Regions from separate parts of the Mus musculus genome. Here all the other regions are linked to region 3. Evidence: chromatin contacts called from public HiChIP or PLAC-seq and capture Hi-C data. All regions are on one chromosome and are shown on one strand. Each heading gives the region's core, a stretch centred on a gene start, on an enhancer-like site or on the middle of the called end of the contact. The rest is flanking DNA. Distances are from core to core; before and after follow the strand shown. Region 1 holds the start of Cd81 (CD81 antigen). Region 2 holds the start of Trpm5 (transient receptor potential cation channel, subfamily M, member 5). Region 3 holds the start of Phlda2 (pleckstrin homology like domain, family A, member 2). Region 4 holds the start of Mrgprg (MAS-related GPR, member G). Region 5 overlaps Kcnq1 (potassium voltage-gated channel, subfamily Q, member 1). Region 6 holds the start of Tspan32 (tetraspanin 32).

What was found. HiChIP or PLAC-seq counts read pairs in DNA pulled down with a chosen protein or histone mark. Capture Hi-C pulls out chosen DNA fragments and counts their contacts.
Region 1: a contact with region 3 is called in an H3K4me3 HiChIP or PLAC-seq map of embryonic stem cells, with 6 times the contacts expected there. The contact joins the promoter of Cd81 here to the promoter of Phlda2 in region 3. A contact is called at or near these places in 5 of 39 promoter capture datasets (cranial neural crest, frontonasal cranial neural crest, hematopoietic stem and progenitor cells and 2 more), 2 of 484 Hi-C or Micro-C datasets (both in embryonic stem cells), 28 of 115 datasets of contacts at active chromatin or transcription factors (the SCID.adh cell line, acute myeloid leukemia, astrocytes and 18 more) and 2 of 9 other capture datasets (adipose tissue and pancreatic islet).
Region 2: an H3K4me3 HiChIP or PLAC-seq map of embryonic stem cells shows a contact between it and region 3, with 53 read pairs. The contact joins the promoter of Trpm5 here to the promoter of Phlda2 in region 3. A contact is called at or near these places in 23 of 39 promoter capture datasets (the 3T3-L1 cell line, 3T3-L1-derived adipocytes, the C10 cell line and 16 more), 2 of 15 datasets of contacts at CTCF or cohesin (embryonic stem cells and stem cell-derived epiblast-like cells), 15 of 484 Hi-C or Micro-C datasets (the G1E-ER4 cell line, the HL-1 cell line, the N1E-115 cell line and 5 more), 10 of 115 datasets of contacts at active chromatin or transcription factors (craniofacial prominence, embryonic basal ganglia, embryonic hindbrain and 5 more) and 2 of 9 other capture datasets (adipose tissue and liver).
Region 4: a contact with region 3 is called in a capture Hi-C map of embryonic stem cells, with 4 times the contacts expected there. The contact joins the promoter of Mrgprg here to the promoter of Phlda2 in region 3. A contact is called at or near these places in 24 of 39 promoter capture datasets (the 3T3-L1 cell line, the C10 cell line, the HPC-7 cell line and 11 more), 2 of 15 datasets of contacts at CTCF or cohesin (large pre-B cells and pro-B cells), 20 of 484 Hi-C or Micro-C datasets (B cells, the G1E-ER4 cell line, the HL-1 cell line and 6 more), 16 of 115 datasets of contacts at active chromatin or transcription factors (the 230-238 cell line, the SCID.adh cell line, T-cell acute lymphoblastic leukemia and 8 more) and 4 of 9 other capture datasets (adipose tissue, embryonic stem cells, liver and 1 more).
Region 5: an H3K4me3 HiChIP or PLAC-seq map of embryonic limb bud shows a contact between it and region 3, with 8 times the contacts expected there. The contact joins the enhancer-like site here to the promoter of Phlda2 in region 3. A contact is called at or near these places in 13 of 39 promoter capture datasets (the 3T3-L1 cell line, the C10 cell line, the HPC-7 cell line and 8 more), 3 of 15 datasets of contacts at CTCF or cohesin (the G1E-ER4 cell line and embryonic stem cells), 63 of 484 Hi-C or Micro-C datasets (B cells, the Ba/F3 cell line, the G1E-ER4 cell line and 23 more), 23 of 115 datasets of contacts at active chromatin or transcription factors (Th17 cells, astrocytes, bone marrow-derived macrophages and 15 more) and 3 of 9 other capture datasets (adipose tissue, embryonic stem cells and pancreatic islet).
Region 6: an HNF4G HiChIP or PLAC-seq map of pancreatic cancer cells shows a contact between it and region 3. The contact joins the promoter of Tspan32 here to the promoter of Phlda2 in region 3. A contact is called at or near these places in 17 of 39 promoter capture datasets (the 3T3-L1 cell line, 3T3-L1-derived adipocytes, the HPC-7 cell line and 10 more), 7 of 484 Hi-C or Micro-C datasets (CD4 T cells, the G1E-ER4 cell line, the HPC-7 cell line and 2 more), 12 of 115 datasets of contacts at active chromatin or transcription factors (acute myeloid leukemia, cardiomyocytes, double positive thymocytes and 6 more) and 1 of 9 other capture datasets (adipose tissue).

The regions. Positions count from the first base shown.
Region 1 is chr7:143,051,302-143,054,001 of GRCm38.p6, reverse strand. Cd81 (CD81 antigen) reads right to left here and starts at 1,252. Exons shown (of 8, transcript NM_133655.2): 1 at 936-1,252. The coding sequence starts at 1,001. R74862 (expressed sequence R74862) reads left to right here and starts at 316. Exons shown (of 5, transcript NR_110354.1): 1 at 316-965.
Region 2 is chr7:143,093,346-143,096,045 of GRCm38.p6, reverse strand. Trpm5 (transient receptor potential cation channel, subfamily M, member 5) reads left to right here and starts at 1,404. Exons shown (of 25, transcript NM_020277.2): 1 at 1,404-1,480.
Region 3 is chr7:143,501,248-143,503,947 of GRCm38.p6, reverse strand. Phlda2 (pleckstrin homology like domain, family A, member 2) reads left to right here and starts at 1,424. Exons shown (of 2, transcript NM_009434.2): 1 at 1,424-1,891; 2 at 2,132-2,400. The coding sequence starts at 1,458. The coding sequence ends at 2,132.
Region 4 is chr7:143,765,577-143,768,276 of GRCm38.p6, reverse strand. Mrgprg (MAS-related GPR, member G) reads left to right here and starts at 1,284. Exons shown (of 2, transcript NM_203492.2): 1 at 1,284-1,406.
Region 5 is chr7:143,152,693-143,155,392 of GRCm38.p6, reverse strand. The region is part of intron 2 of Kcnq1 (potassium voltage-gated channel, subfamily Q, member 1); the gene reads right to left. Among named protein-coding and RNA genes, the nearest start is that of Gm28821, 13 kb to the right of the region's middle. Within about 2 kb of position 1,357, at least 105 of the 459 cell types and tissues checked have an H3K27ac peak or open chromatin away from gene starts, as enhancers often do. A contact at or near this core is called in the N1E-115 cell line, adipose tissue, bone marrow-derived macrophages and 10 more, where this site is marked.
Region 6 is chr7:143,004,382-143,007,081 of GRCm38.p6, reverse strand. It overlaps Tspan32 (tetraspanin 32), which reads right to left and starts at 1,423. Exons shown (of 8, transcript NM_020286.3): 1 at 1,064-1,423; 2 at 77-174. The coding sequence starts at 1,163.

The sequences.
Region 1 (2,700 bases), core at 3-2,502, 450 kb after region 3:
GGCTACTCCCCAGCAGTGAAGACAGTCAGGACCCAGGGACACTTGGAGACCCTCTTATACCCATGTCTCCTTTCCAAGATGACCAAATGGGTGTGCACTTCTTTCCAAAGTGGAGAGCCCAGCTTAGATCCTGTATATAGGAAAAGATCCTAAGCTCCTGGTTTGTACAGATCCCAGATCTTTGCAACACCCTGGCCTTCACCAACTCAGAACTGCATACCCTCTTCCTCTCAGGATCTAAGGGTCAGGCCGGGGCTGTAATCTGTGCAGGAGACGACAGGCAAGGAGGAGGGGCAGCTGGGGGAATGGGGGTGGGGGTGGCCAAGAACTGGGGCACCGTGCGCAGCAGCACGCGGCCCGGGCTGCCCTGCCTTCTAGGCCTGGAGCTCGAGCCCCCAGGGTGGCAATACCAAGCTGGAGGGTAAGCAAGGGTGGAGTAATAGTGGGGTTGAGGTCTCCGAGGCAAGTACGGAGCGTGCCCCCACCACTTCGAGGCCGCCTATCCAGGGGCGGTGGCTAGGATGAGCTCATGGGGGCGGGGCGCCAAGATCCCGCCCTTCTCGACCCCCCTCACTGCTCGCGATGCAGGATGGTCCCCAAAACAACATTCAGGAGGGTGCGAGTACCCCCTTCATAGCTGAGGGCTCTTGATTACCTGGCTCTAGCCCGCAGACTCTTGCACCAGTTCCCAGCACTCAGAGGGGACAGGCCAGCGATCCCCTGATTTCCCGGCCCCAGAAGCCCCTCGAGCCGAGGCCCAGAAGCTCAGCCCTCGGCCTCAACCCGCTGGCGAGGGGCGCCAGGACCCCGATCGGCGCACGGAGCCCACAGGTGGCGCCGCAACTTCGCGGTTGCGCTGCGCCTTCTCAGCAGGGCCTAGCGCGCTGCCCAGCCTGGCTACCGTGGGGTGCGCCCTGTCCCCAGTGGCTGCTCACCCAGAAGACGAAATTGAAGACGAAGAGCAGGTATTTGATGCATTTGGTGCAGCCCTCCACCCCCATGGCGGTGCGCGGCCTGCGGAGCTTGGATTGGTCCTGGAGCGGGCGGTATGGGGACGCAGTACCGGGGTCCGGGACTGGCAGATAGCCTGGAGCGCTTGCGGGCCGGAGAACTGCGTTGCGGAGAATGAGACGTAGGGTAGAGAAGGGCTGGAGGCCTAGCCGGAGGCGCGAGAGTCACTATCTCTTTGAAGCAAGGACGCGCTCGCTCGGACCGGGCGCGCGCGCCTAGCTCCTCACTCTTTATAGACCTCTAGGTCCCGCCCCTCCGAGGCCCCGCCCAGAGGACGCTCCACCCCTGGCCCCGCCTTCCGCCCGCGGGGTGCCCGGACCAGGGGTACTTGGGTGGGTGCTGCCACCTCAGTCCCAGAGTAAGCGTTCTGGAACTTGGTGCAGCTGGTTCTTGGGGACTCGGTGCACTGTGCGTGCGCAGGATGAATCTCCAAGTTTCTTAAGGGTTCCCAACCCTCGGGGCAGGCTTCTGGGTCGCGACTAAGAACTGGCCACAAGATACTGCCCCAAAGAAGCCACACTTACTTCCTCCGGTACTCGGACGCCTTGGACTTTCCCGGAGGGTACCCTAGTGGAGGTGTCTCGACAGTAAAGAGTCTTAAAAGTTAACATGTTTTGTGTATATTGATCTCCCAGGCAGCAACTCCGTGGGCCTGAAGGTCTAGAATGGAATTCTTTGTAGCCTTGCTAATCCCCTATCTCACAGATAGAGTTCCTGGCTGCAGTTCTGGAGGCTGCATTTGGGAAGGTCAATAGTGTACCCAATGTCTTTAGCCAGTCTTTAGGCTCGAGAACCCTCAGGGGCACCTTCAAATATTCATGCCATCCTGGCTGTGCCTTCCAAGAGTCCATCCTCCATCCTCTAGCTGGTTCCCTGAAAGCTGGGATTAATAAGGAAGTGAGGAAAGATTCAGAGGGCAGAGGTGCTTCCTTCCCGGGTGAGGAATGGCTGCTGTCATCATAGATGATATTCCTGTGAAATCTTGGCATTCCCTTCCCCAAACTGAAGGGCAATGGGGCTGCTTCATTAGACTCACTGGGAACCATGGAAGGACCAGTTCCCAAGACTCAGCCTTTTCCAGGTCACTCCATGTTCTTAAATCTTTGAGCAGTTAAGGACATTGTTCCCTATGGAGATCACACCTGGCACCCCTCTGGCTACAGGACACTGGAAATATGTTTAAAAAGGAATAGATATACATATATATTTAAACAAAGGAAAGGAATATCTATAATATATATGTGGAGAGAGAGACAGACAGACAGAGACAGACAGACAGACAGAGAATGAGAATCTCACAATGTAGCCCTGGTTCCTGGAACAGAGCTCTGTCTACTTTTGCTTCCTAAGTGCTGAGACTGTAGGTTTAGGACACCATGCCCAGTTGTCTAAAGGGCGAAAATTTGAACTATGTATAATTTACATGTAAACCTGATGATTGGCCAGTAGCTGCCTGGGTGGAGCTATCTCTACTCGGCTAGGCTAGTAGGCTTCTTGAGAGTTAATTTGTGCATTTGTTTTGGCTTCAGGCTGGTATAGCTGCTACAGTGAAGGATTGTGTCCACATTTATAGTTCTTGGAGGCTGAAGTGGTGTCACAACAAAAGTAACACTAGTCACCAAATGCTGGAGTAATATCACACTAAAAGTCATTTGAGTCTCCAGGAGGGAGTCTCTTAGGATTCTTTTT
Region 2 (2,700 bases), core at 155-2,654, 410 kb after region 3:
TATCCCTCCATGGCACCTTGATTCTCTGTCCCCTCATCACAGTGCTCGTAATGAGAGCATACGGGCAATTGAGCCTTGCCCAATGTCTATCTGCCCAGGGCCTGGAATGGTTTGGAAGCTGCTTCCCACTAAATGGCTATCTCCCCAGACCCCACTTATGCCTTCATATGGCTCATGACTATGCACATGCTCAGGCACACAACTGCCTTTGGGCACATGTTCTGTATACTTTCATATTCTGCACTTGGGGTTGGCTGGGGCTGCCCAGGGTCCAGCAGAACTATGGGGGAAGTGGCTGTTGATGGGCAAATGAGGAAGCAAAGGTCATTTCAGATGACAAAGCAGCACTGAGCAACGCTGCTGGGGTGCCTGGGAAGTGAGCTATAGGGGATGTGCCCTGTGTGGGTGTGGGCCTGGGTGAAGGGGTCCTTGAAAGACATGGGAGCCTGTGGTGACAAGCCTGCAGGAGATGCTCCAAGGAGTGGTGCCCCAAGGGAGCAAAAGAAAAAGTGTCAGGGCCTTTCTGGGTTTGATTATTAGGATCACAGGGGTCCATGAAAGGTTGTGGGTAAGGAGAACCATAATATGGTATTGGCCTAGAACGGTTAGGGAATATTTGGTGCAGTCCTTCGAGTGTCCAAAAGATGGAGGTAAAGGGGCAGCAGCAGATGAAGGAAGGGTTCTGGAAGCACTCCTATTCTCCACCTAGTCCTCAGACATAGGAAGGCTAGGCTTTGGATTGCTTGGTGGACATGAACTTAGGCTAGATTTCTAGAATCCAGTGAACTCTGGCCTTGTTCTATACTGAGATCCGGCCATTCCACCTAGGCCCCCGCTATGTACCCTCCTCCAGAGCTGTACCCCACAGCTCTCAAGCACTCAAGGCTTATAGTCCCTGCTCTTCAGGGCTCAAGTGGCTAGAGCTGGTCTGAGCCCCCAGCCCAGCTTGTAATTTTAGAAGGGCATCAAATGGGCATGGCTTATGTCAAGGTAACATGACAGGTATGCTAGGGGACATGCTAGCTCAGATGGTGATGTAACTGTGGCCCTCTTGCTTAGGACAAAGCCAGAGGGAGACCCCTCTCCCTGCCCCACCCAGGTCCTGTTTTTGCCTGTGATCTTGGCGCCCTCTGGTGGCTAATGTTGGGTCCTTGGCTGCTGCCCAACCCCTATCCTCCTACCCCTGGGGTTCATGGCAAAGTAATGAAAGCCAGATCCTGTGGTCTCTGGGGGAAGGGCTCACAGAAACACTGTCAAGAGCTGTCATGAGGGTCTTCCCCAGTTATTCACAACCGCCTGGAAGCTTGGCATGAGTATCTCGGTCTACAGGAAGAGAAACCGGGACTTCGTGTTGAAGGAGCTGGATAGATCAACAGGAAAAAAGCCAGTGTCACAGCCATGAGAAGCATCACGAGCAACAGCCCTGAGCCTCAATTTGGAGGCAGTCCTCATGCAGTCCAAGGCACTGACTGCCTGACTGGTAAGTAGCTAGTACTCAGCTCACTCACACCATAGGATTCTCCAGGAGTGTGGCACACCACAGATCAGGGCAGACATCTCCAGACCTTCTGGGACCTCAGGAGACAGTTCATCTGCTTGCCTATCATCATTGGGACCACTTGTCAGACACCCTTTCATGGATCATGTGTCCTTAAGGCAGTTCTTGTTTCCTCAACTAGAGAAACTGAGGCTTGGTGAGAAATGAAGCAGAATTCCCATCTGACCTCTGATCTCATGTTAGAGTACAGACACCCAGGCCGTACTCATCGTCTGTGCCAGGCAGAGCCCAGGGAGGAAAGGACCCATGTTTCATGTAACCCCTCTTCATGTAACAGTGGGCTCTTGGCCAGCCTGGATGTGCTCTCAGACCAGTGGCACCAATCTAGCCCTTGGTGGATGGGTGGTACCCTAGGTTCACTCATGCCCAGCTTTCTAAGACATCATTGGCTGCCAGGTGCTGGGTGTGGCATGTGGGTGGATCGAGGGAGGAACACAGCCTGCAGTAGGTAAGTGCCTCTAACACTCAGCACCAGCAGCTACATGCCAGGAATCTGGAAGGAACGGGCAGGTAAGCTCACACCAGGGTCAGCTTGCATAGGAGTGGGGCCAGAAAGTCGCTCAGTCCTCTGCTGAGAAGGTAGGAAGGGCAAGCAGGAGCTATGTTCTAGCCACATTTCTACCTCATGTTCTCCATCAGGGATGGCATCATGAGGACAAGTCTGCCATGAGCAAGGGAAAGGGCTACCCATTGTTCGGGAGGGTCTGGGTGGAGGGCAATCCAAACTGTGAGCCTCAGACTTGGAGATTACATCAGCCGCAGCACCTTGGAAACTCAGCCCAAGCTCAGGGGCTGCAGGAGGGAGGGGTGTAGGGGTGGGGACCCAGCTCCTCATAGTTGTATCTACGTCCTGCTCTGTCAGCAATGTCAGGTCTCTTCACCAAGGGGATGAGGGGTGCCATGCTAATTCATGCATGCAGTGACCTTCTTAGTTTTACCCACATATCACTGTAAGCTGGCACAGAGAGTTTAGGGACAAGTACGTTCAGGACCCCAGGATTTGGGTGCCAGATCTGTCGTGCTCTGGGCTCTTCCTATCTTAGGGGCGGAGAAGTACATTTATTTCAGGCTCTTTCTGTGACCGTCTCAGCTAGTAAGAGCCTCCAAGGTCTCCACTGCCTTGGGATTAAGAATCTGTTTTT
Region 3 (2,700 bases), core at 175-2,674:
TCCAGCCCCTTTACTTCATTTTTGCTTTGCGGCTTTGGTTACTCTCGGGCTCACTGTAAAACCCAGACTGAGCTAGATTGGTCCTTCCTGCCTCAGCCTCCTTATTGTGGTATAAACCTGCCTTAGAACAACACTAGGCCACCGAACTGGAGTTTTAGGCTGTCTCAATTGTTTAAATGGAGGAACCTGTGTTTTCACTGGGAGCCAGTCCACCTAGAAGCATGGTGTCTGGTTTTCCAACAGCCAGGGGTGGAGGTGGCGGTGGGGATGGGGGAAGGGGTGGAGGTGGGAGAAGGGGTGGGGGTAGGGGGAAGGGGTGGGGCTGAGGGTTTCCTTGTAGCGCCTCTGTCCTCCATCCCACCCCAGCACCCCTGCCCCCATCCCACCATAGCAGGGGACTCCTGGGGTCCCTAGGCCAGTCCCTCCCCCATCCCTGGGAACCCTGGAGGAGCTGCGTCTGCTTCCTACTACTATTAAACCTTTAAAGGCAGAGGGTAAATAAAATCTTGCACTGAAAGGCGATGACTCAGCCGCCCCCGCCGCCCCCGCCGCCCCCGCCGCCCCCGCCGCCCCTAGCCCTTAGGTCGGTCCCCTCATTCCCCAAGCTAGCTTTGCTAGCTCCCGTCCCCCCCCCCCGCCCCCATCGTGAGTTTCCAGCACGTCGAGGTTGTACAGTCGCAGCCCGAGGTGTCTGTAGCCTAGATTGGGGCACACGGGAAAGAGGCAGGCCTTTCTCTTCACGTGGCTGAGCACTGCAGGGTGCTGTTCCTCCTCCACTTCTTCACTGTCTAACTTACTAAAAGGTCATTGTCCCATTTTACAGAAGGGAAAAGAAACTGAGATAATTTCGAGGTACAACTTTGGGGAGCAACTTGGGTGATAAAGCCTGTTGGGGCAGGGCTACTTCCCAAGAAAGTCTAGTGGGTGGCCTTTGGATGCTCGCCCAAGGTGGGAGGAGACGGTGGCCAGGGCTTGGAAAGAACCCGTGAGTCCACGACCCGCGTGTTCGGTCTCCCCGTGAGTGGGATTCTGAGCGCGGTAGTTCAGTCTAGGGGTCGGGCGCTTCCCAGGTCTTCCCGGCCCGTGAGTCACGAGGGGCAGGGACCGCTGAGGTGCATTCCTCTGCAGGCAGGGCCGGAGCCTGGGCGGGGAGGGGACCACAAGTCACTCCACCTGGCAGCTGGGACGTTGGGGCTGGAGGGAAGGCTCGGGGCTCCCGTCAGAGAGGCGCCAATCAGTTCTCGCCCCCCACCCTCCGTCCTCCGATAAGCGGTAGCTTCAAGCAATGGGTAAGGGGCAGCCTGGGGCGGTTGGTGGGGGGCAGCTCCGAGAGCCTGCTTGGGATTGAGAGTGCCCGACTCCGGGGCGTGTCTGGGCTGCGGGGCGGAGTCCTTATAAAGACCACGCCGCGGCCGCGGCCCGCAGCAGAGCGAGCGCATTTGGTGCAACCTTTCGAAATGGCTTCGAAAATCGTGATGTCTTCGAAAACCGTGAAGACCTCCGACGAGATCCTTTGCGAGGGCGAGCTGGAGAAGCGAAGCGACAGCCTGTTCCAGGTATGGAAGAAGAAGCGCTGCGTGCTCACCGCCGACCGCCTGCGCCTCTTCTCCGGGAAAACCAGCCCCGCCAAGGAGCTGTTTTTCCACTCCATCCTCAAGGTGGACTGCGTGGAGCACACCTCTAAGTACGTGTACTTCACCATCGTCACCAACTATTACAAGGAGATCGACTTCCGCTGCACGGTGGAGAGCTGCTGGAACGCGGCCATCACCATGGCGCTGATCGACTTCCAGAACCGTCGGGCGCTGCAAGACTTTCCCCGCTACCGGTATCAGCGCTCTGAGTCTGAAATGCCTTCCGAGCCGGGAGAGCAGAGCGCTCTGGGTCCGTGGTGAGTAACAAACTTGTCCACGGCGTCGGAGTACGGGGCATGGGGAAAGTGAATGGGGGTCATGCCTCCCAGTGGGGAAAACTTCGATTTTAAAAGCCACGGGGAGGGGGAGGGGGGAATCCTACGTCTTTGAAAACCCTTTGGAGAGGGGACCTGGAACGCATGGCAGGAGCTGCTCGGCCCACCTGGAGACTTAAAAGCTGCACCCGGGCAGCTCCTGACTCAGTCTTCTCCCTACAGAAACGCACGGGACCAGTTGAGCCGGGAACCAGCCCACGCTGCCGCATCAGACAGGAGCCCAGGAGCCCAGGGGATGCCCCGGGTGACGCCGCCGCTGCTCTTCACCGAAGATATTCCCGTGCTTGCTGAGCCTTGCCCCGCTGTGCGGGTGCGCTAACTTATTGGACCGTATTTATATTGGTTACCTGCTTCCAACCCACCATTCCGTGTTAATATTTTTTATACCATATTTTCATTCCAAATAAACAATGTCACTTTTCTTTTTTTAACAACTGTGTGGTCTGTGTAGTTCCTGCTGGGGCGAATGTGTGGAAGGGTGGGAGTGAAAGGGTCTCCTATCTGGTGTTATTCCCTCTCCACATCCCGGGAACCATTCAAAGTGCCTTTGAGGGCTGGAGAAATGGCTCAGCGGTTAAGAGCACTGACTGCTCTTCCAGAGGCCCTGAGTTCAAACCCCAGCAACCACATGGTGGCTCATAACCAACCATCTGTAGTGAGATTGGATGCCCTCTTCTGGTGTGTCTGAAGACAGCTTCAGTGTACTTACATATAATAAATAAATCTTGAAG
Region 4 (2,700 bases), core at 35-2,534, 260 kb before region 3:
CAAAGCCCTGAAGAAGAACAACAACAAAGGCCTACCAGAACAATGAAAAGTTGGGGAGATTTGGGGCTGCACAGTGCTTGTGTGTGTTGTAAGGGTGCATCCCACAGAGGACAGAGTATGGATCTGGCTTGACATGATGGCAGCCATCTTGAGCCACAGCTGTCTGAGTCACCATAAGATGGGTTTTCCTGCATATTTACTTAGCTAACCATAACACAGAGCCTTGAAAGCACATGCGTACTGGATGACTTGGAGGGTGCGCCTGGCTTTTGATGGAATCTGAAGATAAACCAGAGACCTTCAGGCATGAGAGCATGCTTTGGTCTTTATCCACCCAACGTCTGGGTGCCCAGCTCCCCAGGACCTTCCTCTGCCAGTGAGTCTCCAGAATATCTCACTGTGCAGTCCTAGCTCTATTGGACTCTCCCTATTCCCTTCCAACTGCTGTGTGAGTTTATGTGCACATGTGTGTAGGTGCATGCACATCTGTGCAGGTGTATGTGCTGCCTAAAGATCAGCACTGAGTGTGTGTCTTCTTAATTACCCTACACATTAAAAAACATTTTAAAGTCCATGCTGTTGTTGTTTTGAGACAACATCTCACAATACCATCCTGGTTGACCTGGAAACTCTGTGCAGACTTGCAGAAATCTGTCTGCCTCTGCCTCCCAAGTGCTGGGATTAAAGGTGTGGGCCACAACCTCTGGCTTAAATATGTTTTTAAGTTTATCTGTGTGTGTGCACAAATGTGCCACCACATGTGTCCAGATCAGAGGGAAACTTTTAGGAATCAATTTTCTTCTTTTATGGGGATCCCTGGAATTGAACTTAGGTTGTCAGGCTTGGGTGTGGCAAGAACCTTTACCCACTGAGCCCTCTCACTGGCCCAATACCTTATTTTTTAAAGATAAGACTTTGCAGCAAATGTAGTGATTGGCATAGCCAGCTGAATATCAAGTCCCATGAGTCCTCTGGTCTCCATCTCTCAGTACTGGGGTCACAAGCATGCACCATGATGCCCAACTTTTATTAAAGGTGCAGGGGATCCAAACTCAAATTCTCATACCTGCATAGCGAGAACTTTACTGACTGATCCATCTTTACAGATGTCATCTCTTCCTTTGGTCCCGAGCACCTAAGGCCAGGGACCATTCCAGAATGGGCGGCGTGCAAGGCTCTCTGTTTTCATCTCCCAGATGAAAAGGAGGAGCCTCCCACACTGACAGCTCTGTTTGAGCTCATTCCTTTGATTTCCGTGAAAAGGTGACACACCCACCCCACTTCTAGGGAACTGGCAGGAGCCAGCCTCAGAGGACAGAAGGGGATTTAGGGGCCAGGAGGAGATCAAGACAACAAGTGTGGGCTGAGCGAGCTGGAGACAGCCACTGTCAGCAGGCGGTCATCAGGTGAGAAGGTTAATATGCCCCTCTACCTGCTTCCCTAAGCAAGAAGCACCCCTTCTCTTACCCTCTACATCACTTGCCTGCCTGGCTCTCAGGGGGGTGCTGGTGGCTCTGAGGATGTCCTCTAAAAGGGACCTTATGGGGAAGGCAGTTAAGGGAGCCTTGGAAGCTGAGGCTCAGGCTTGAAACTCATTGCTCCAGGTCCATTGGAGAACAAGGATGAGGAAGATGCCCCACCCCACCTACCGCATCCCCTTTCAGATCTAGCCTTGGCTCCACCAGCCAGAATCCACACAGGAGTAGATGTCTGGATTTACACCCTTGGGGGCTCACAGAGGGGAAGAGTCTTGCCTCTGTCACCACTCTGATGCGTGAAGGTTCAGTCCTTAATTTCAAGGTCCTGAGGACCTGTACTCTGACCTTGACAGCTGAACTGGTAGGTTGAATCACCATCTCCCACAGGTGCTAGGAAGGATGCTTGGTGATGAGATGGTGGGTGATACTCATCAGGACACTGCAGAAGGTTTGGCCCTGTGAGAGGAAGCAGGGTCTGATGGAGGCTGGGTCTCAGTGAGTACAGAGATAGCTAGGGTTCTGGGTAGGGGACACAGCCCAGACCAGGAATGAGGGTCATACGTAAAGTACACAATATACATCTCTTTCCATCTTTGACTATGTTTTCCCATGTCTGTCCCTTCCTCTTTATCTCTACCTCTATTCTCTATTTCTCTCTGTGTCTGTCTGTCCATCTCTCTTCTCCACTCCATTACCCCCCAGCCCTGGTCTATCTTTTCCTATTGCTGTTCCTCCCTGGCAGTCCCTGTCCCCAGAGCCTGGGTCCTCATACCCTGGATCTTGGACAAGGTCCATCATGGGCTCTGTGGAAAAAGGTACTGCTCTGAAACACTCGCCTCCATGAGGGTACCAGAAACTCTCCTGCTTGCTCCCTAAGAAGATTTGGGGCCCTGAGACCCATCATCAAAGTCCCAGACTCTGACATGAAGCTTCAGAGTTAGCCACAGTTCCTCAGGACCCTGGGCTTTAATGTCGCGCTCTAAAAGGACAGTGTGGGGAAAGTCCCCTGAAGCCTCACCTAGCACAGAATGGAGTGTCCTGGGTCAGAGCAGGCACTATCAGAGACCCTGGGGTGGGTGTGATCAGAGCCTTAGAGAAAGCATTCTCACATTGGTACTACAGTTAAAAAGAAAGGGGAGTCTCTCCACCTGTGGCCCCTTTGTCTGAATGTGGTGGGCCTCTGCATGGGGACACCTCATTCAGGATGGGTTGTCTAACCAGG
Region 5 (2,700 bases), core at 108-2,607, 350 kb after region 3:
CAGGTGTGATATTAATGCCCCCATAAGAGATCTCAGACAGAACAACAGACCAGGCAGTGGGACACATGGCCAAATACAGTGCAAGCAGCAACGGTACACTAGGTACAACCCAAGGCGTGTCTCAGCCAAAAAAACAGAACACCCGCTGTGACTCCAAGCAACAGAAGATGGAGAGCTAAGAGCAAGCTCTACAACAGATAGACCGTGAAAACAAACTAAACCAAAGCAAAACCTAGACACAGCACCAAGACATGAAGCTAGGCGCTGAATTTAACGCCAATAAAGTCTCCACTGGCAGGAAAGGGTGTGAAAACGAATGCAAGAACATGTGAGGCCCTGCTGAGTGTGAACGAGGGTCTGGGACCTGGGGAGCTGACCCTGTTCCACTTGAAAGTAGGACCCAGCAAGGGCTGTTTTAAGGGCTCAGAGAGCCCACCGGATCTCATTTTGCCCCTGGGAAACTGAGGCCTGCCAAGAGAGTTACAGAAAGCAAGGGCGGGCCAGGAAGGGTCCAGCTGCAGGGAGGTGGGTCGCCCCTGCGGGGCCAGGGAGCCTCACAGTAAGGGAGGAAACTGGAGAGATGACCTCATCCCCCAGGCCTCCGGCCGCGCGGCTCACGGGTTTTAACCGCAGGCATGGCGGGACAGTTCCCTGGTATGCGGGCTGTGGGGCTCACGGAGCTGGAGTGTGTGCTAGGACTTTTTCAATGCAGCTGTCTTTGTGTGGGATTTGAAAACAAGCTGGGGTTTGAGAGACAAAAAACAGCCCTGCACCTGGGCCTGGCCAGGGTCTCCTATTGCAAGGAGGGGTGGGTGGGTTTGGCGGCGTGCATGCACATTCAGCAGACTTGCACGTACACGGCGTGCACACACATGTGCGCCACGTCTACAGATGTACATACAGCTTGCTCTAGATTCAGAGGCCGGATTGGGGGCTGGGCGGCGGGAGGGGGGGTGTCCTCCTTGGGGCCACAAACAAGTTTCAAGGCCAAGCACACCTATAACACCCCTGATCAAAGTTCTAGCCAGACCCTGGCCTGGCAGGGCCCAGTTTTCTCCAAGAACAGCTTTTCAGACCCACAGAATATGCCTGGCTCAGCAGAATGCTTAATCCCTCGGAGGCCGCCTGGCTTCCTTGGCCCTGGCTGAGATAACAGGGCTCTGGCACCACGAAAGCCAGGCGCTGAGGCAGGAGTACCGGCGCTGGGGTTGGGGAACACAGCCTCGCGTGACTTCTTCTCCACCATTTACCCAATGTGCTCCCAGAATCCCTCACAGAGCTCCCTTGCCCTGGGCCCCCGTGGGGCACCGCGGGCTGTGGTTTGGGCTCCCGCGCTCGGCACTCTGGGCTCGGCCCAAGGGCTGCTGGAATGTGTGTTACAAGAGCGCCACCTGGTGTCTCCACAGCTCGTCAGAGGCTGCCCTGTCCTTAGCTCAAAGGCTGAAATAAACATCTTTGTTTTTCACCCAACTCCCGTCCACAGCATGTAGCAGCTGCATTCTACACTATGTCCCCCAGCCTGAGGCTCCAACAGCCATTCTCACCCTAGAGGCCTGGAATCCACAACCATGATATCTGCGTGGGCCTAGGACACATGCACCTTTCGGAGGCCATGAGCCATCTGCAACAGCACACAACTCCTCCTTACCTAACCCTTTGACCAATCATCATGTCTTCTAGGAAAATATCACCACCCTATATACAAGGTCCTTTGAGCCATACACTTCTTCACTGGTCCATATGTCCAGGCTGGACACACGCCAGCCTCACATCTGCTTCCCCAACACCATGGTCATGACTCTGAAGTAAGCCACTAGACACAGCCAGCTCAAATCCTGGAAGGTATGGCCTCTAAAGGCTAGCATGTGAGGATACAGCTTACGAACATGGCAAAGTTGGGGACAGACAATGGCTCAGCAGTTAAGATCCCTTGCTACGCTGGCAGAGGTTCTAAGTTTGGTTGGGTACGCATGTTGGGCTGTTCACAATCGTCTGTTACTCCATCTCTAGGGGATCTGCCACATTATCTTCTGGATTCTGTGGGCATTTCGAGCACACACACACACAGGAGGCGGCAGGGAGAGAGAGGCTTTAAAATAATGTGGCAAAGCCAAATGGGGAGGTTAAGACTAAAGCCAACTATACTTTCATCCCTATACTTTACAGTTGGAGACACTGAGGTTCAGGGGTATCATTGTATCCTTAGGGGGCATGCCTGGGAACAAGACTTAAAAAGAAGGGGGTTCTGTATCCTACTCCATATATACACTCTGAGCAGCCGGGGTGTTGAGCCTCCCTCTGCATAGTAGAAAAGTGTGAAAGAGATGTGAGCCTACTCAAAGAAGCCCATCATCACATCCAGGTTGCCCAGAAAAGAGCAGAGGGGAGTTCCAGAAGGGAGTGTGCAGCGTTGACCGGAGGTCAGTCCTAATAGTAGGAAAGCAACCCTGCTGGATATATATAGTGTTTGTGCAAAGGTCCTGAGGCAGTTGGGAGGGAGAGATGGGGAGGGAAGGGAGGTTTGGAGATGGGGGGGGGTGTATGCTTAAATGTGTGACACTCTGAAGACCATGAGGGAGAAATTGGAAATTATCCCAAACCACCCAGGGAGCGTCTGGGACACTCAGGTTTTTGTCCTATAAAATCTCTTCTTAGCTGTTGTGGGGCAGGGAGGGTCCAGGGAACGAGAAGGGGACAAAA
Region 6 (2,700 bases), core at 174-2,673, 500 kb after region 3:
GGTCTTATTCCTCTCCAGCTCTTGTCCCCGTCTGAGGTCTGGGAGCCGGGGTCGTCTGGCAGCACATGGAACTTACCGCAGCCATGAGGCCATGGGCCTCCCTCACAGTGGCTATGGTGCTCAGAGCAGCTCCCAGGCTCAGGAGCCCCGCTAGGCTGATCCCCACATAGAAGGCTGTGGGAAGAGAAAGACAGAGGGTATGGAATCTAGCCTGGGGACTGGGCATAGAGGTTGGATCTGAAATCTATCTACTTTGGGAGTCACAGAGCTAGAACTGACCTTCGGGGAGGTCCCAAAAGGCACATATCTCTGGCTCAAAAGAAGGAATGTCCATAGCCCAATAGCCTGTCCTCCTGAGGCTGAGAAGGAAGGGGGAAGAGAAGGTAGCTAAGAGACAGTACTCTTTCCCCCATTCCTCCTGTCCTCCCTGCCTCACAGACTATCTTTAAGGACATCCCCATACTCTAGTGACAGGTGACAGTGTAGGCTGTACCTTATCAGTGCAGGCCCAGGCCCCAGGCTTCCTGCCTAAGGGAGGCCTAGTGCCTTGGAAGGCAGGGACTGGGGCTACCCATCCCCCATTCAGGGGCCTCAGTTTTCCACTTTTTCCTACTGGGTGGTGACCTTCCTAGATTCCTTGCATTCCTCTTATTAAAGTGGCCTTGTTCTTGTGGAAGTGAGGCACCCTGGCAGGTTGGGTCCTAGCTGCACATTTTCTGCCCTCTGTATATGGTATTCCCTGCCAAGCCCCACAGGCCCACCTGAGTGGGCCCCAGGAGATCCCTGCCCTGAACACATAGATCTGGGCCCTGCCACAGCTTCACCACTGCTATGGGGCAGGCGAATCAAGGCAGGAGTGCCTGCTGTCGCCTAAACCTCCCCACCTTTGTTAGTCCAACCCAGACACTGGGGCTGCCTCTCCCTACTCCTGACCTCTGGTTTTTGGCCAAAGCCAGCTCCTCTGGGCAGCCTAGGGCTGGGGAGTAAGGTCTGTTCCTCCCAGATGTGTTTGGCCCTGGAGCCCTCTCACTTCCACTCCACAGCCATTTCTGGTCTCACTTACCCCAATAGCGCAGTGTTTCATAGGGGTTCCTCTCCAACGATGCATGGCCAATCACAGTAAAGTGGTCTCCAAAGTGAATGACAACCACCATGGTGGCCATAGAGAGGCCCAGCAGCTGAGGGTGAAGTGGGCTCACTGTCAGCGCTGGGGAGTTGCAGAGGCCCCTCACCCTGACAGAATATAGGGTCTGGGCTTCTTAGGCCCCCAGCCTGGCTCCCTCCAGCTTCCTTGGTGCACAGGAACAAGGCAGCTACAGGAGGCCTACATATTTCTGTGGGCAGGCACTCACAGATAGTGTACTACACACAGAGATAAGTAGAAAACACACTAGCCAGTGCCCCATGGTGCTCAGCTCCTCTCCTCTCCTCTCCTCTCCCCTCCCTTCACTTCCTCTCTCCTCCCTTCCTCTTTACTCTCCTCCCTTCTGTGGTTCACCAGTGAGTGGGGACCTCAGACCACAGCAGACACAGTAGGTATCGCTGTGTCCTCCCATCTGAAGACCCAGGAGCTCATATCAAACTGTCTGCAGAGACTCGTCTGCAGTCCCTGACCTGGCAGTCCCAGTCTCTGGGTCCCAAGCAGCACCCCTTCCGGGTAGTCCTTGCACACTCTTAAGTCACCAGCCAACCTAGGTTTTCCCAGGCTCTTCACTGACCCTTGCCTACAAGGACATCAGGTACAGATGTTCACAGTCCTCTAAAGGTGGCCACCAGGGACCCAGAACCAGTCTGAGGGACTGTGGTGTGGCAGGAGGGAAGACCACAGTGCTGGAAGCCCGGGCATGGTGAACTATTTCCTCTCCTGCCTGCCCACCCATCCACTCCTGCCCCACATGCATGTTACCAAGACTAGGAAGTTGGTGATCAGTATCTGGCATTTGGCAATCTTGATTCGATTCCAGTGCCCCATGGTGCTCAGCTCCTCTCCTCTCTGCCCTCGTCTCCTCTCCTCTCTTCTCCCCTCCCTTCACCTCCCCTCTCCTCCCTTCCTCTTTACTCTCCTCCCTTCTGTGGTTCCCCAGTGGGTGGGGACCTCAGACCACAGCAGACACAGTAGGTATCATTGTGTCCTCCTATCTGTCAGCAACCCTTGTAACCTAGTGGCTGTGTTGGGGGAAGGAAGAAGGGCAGGCCGGAAGGGGGGCAGTTTCTATACCAGCTGTTGCTCTGGCCTGGCCCAAGATAACTGGATTTTTGTAGGCATGAGGCCTCCCTTTGGGTAGGCTGGGCTACACTGCAGCATGGGGAGGGGTGGAGTCTTGAGGGGAGCAGAAAGAGAAGGACCTATGGTTATAAGGCATGGCATTGGTTGTAAGGGTGTACTAACCTGTAACTGTCCAGCTACGTAAAAACCTTTAGTGTTTGGTTAGACCTCATGTCCCAAAGTCCTCCTGGGACTAATCCCCAAACAGGACTTCTGCAAGTGGCAAATGTGTCTCATGACCGACCTGATGGCATTAACCAATTCATAACTGGCACAGAGGGGAAGGGTGTGATAGAGTCAAATCTCAGGAAATGTCCAGGGGTTGGGCAAACAGGCATAGGCGTTTCAAGATGGAGGAAGTCTGTTTGTATTGACCTTCGGTGAACTAGCCATATTTGATTGAAAAACAAAAGCAGAGCATGCTTCCCACAGCC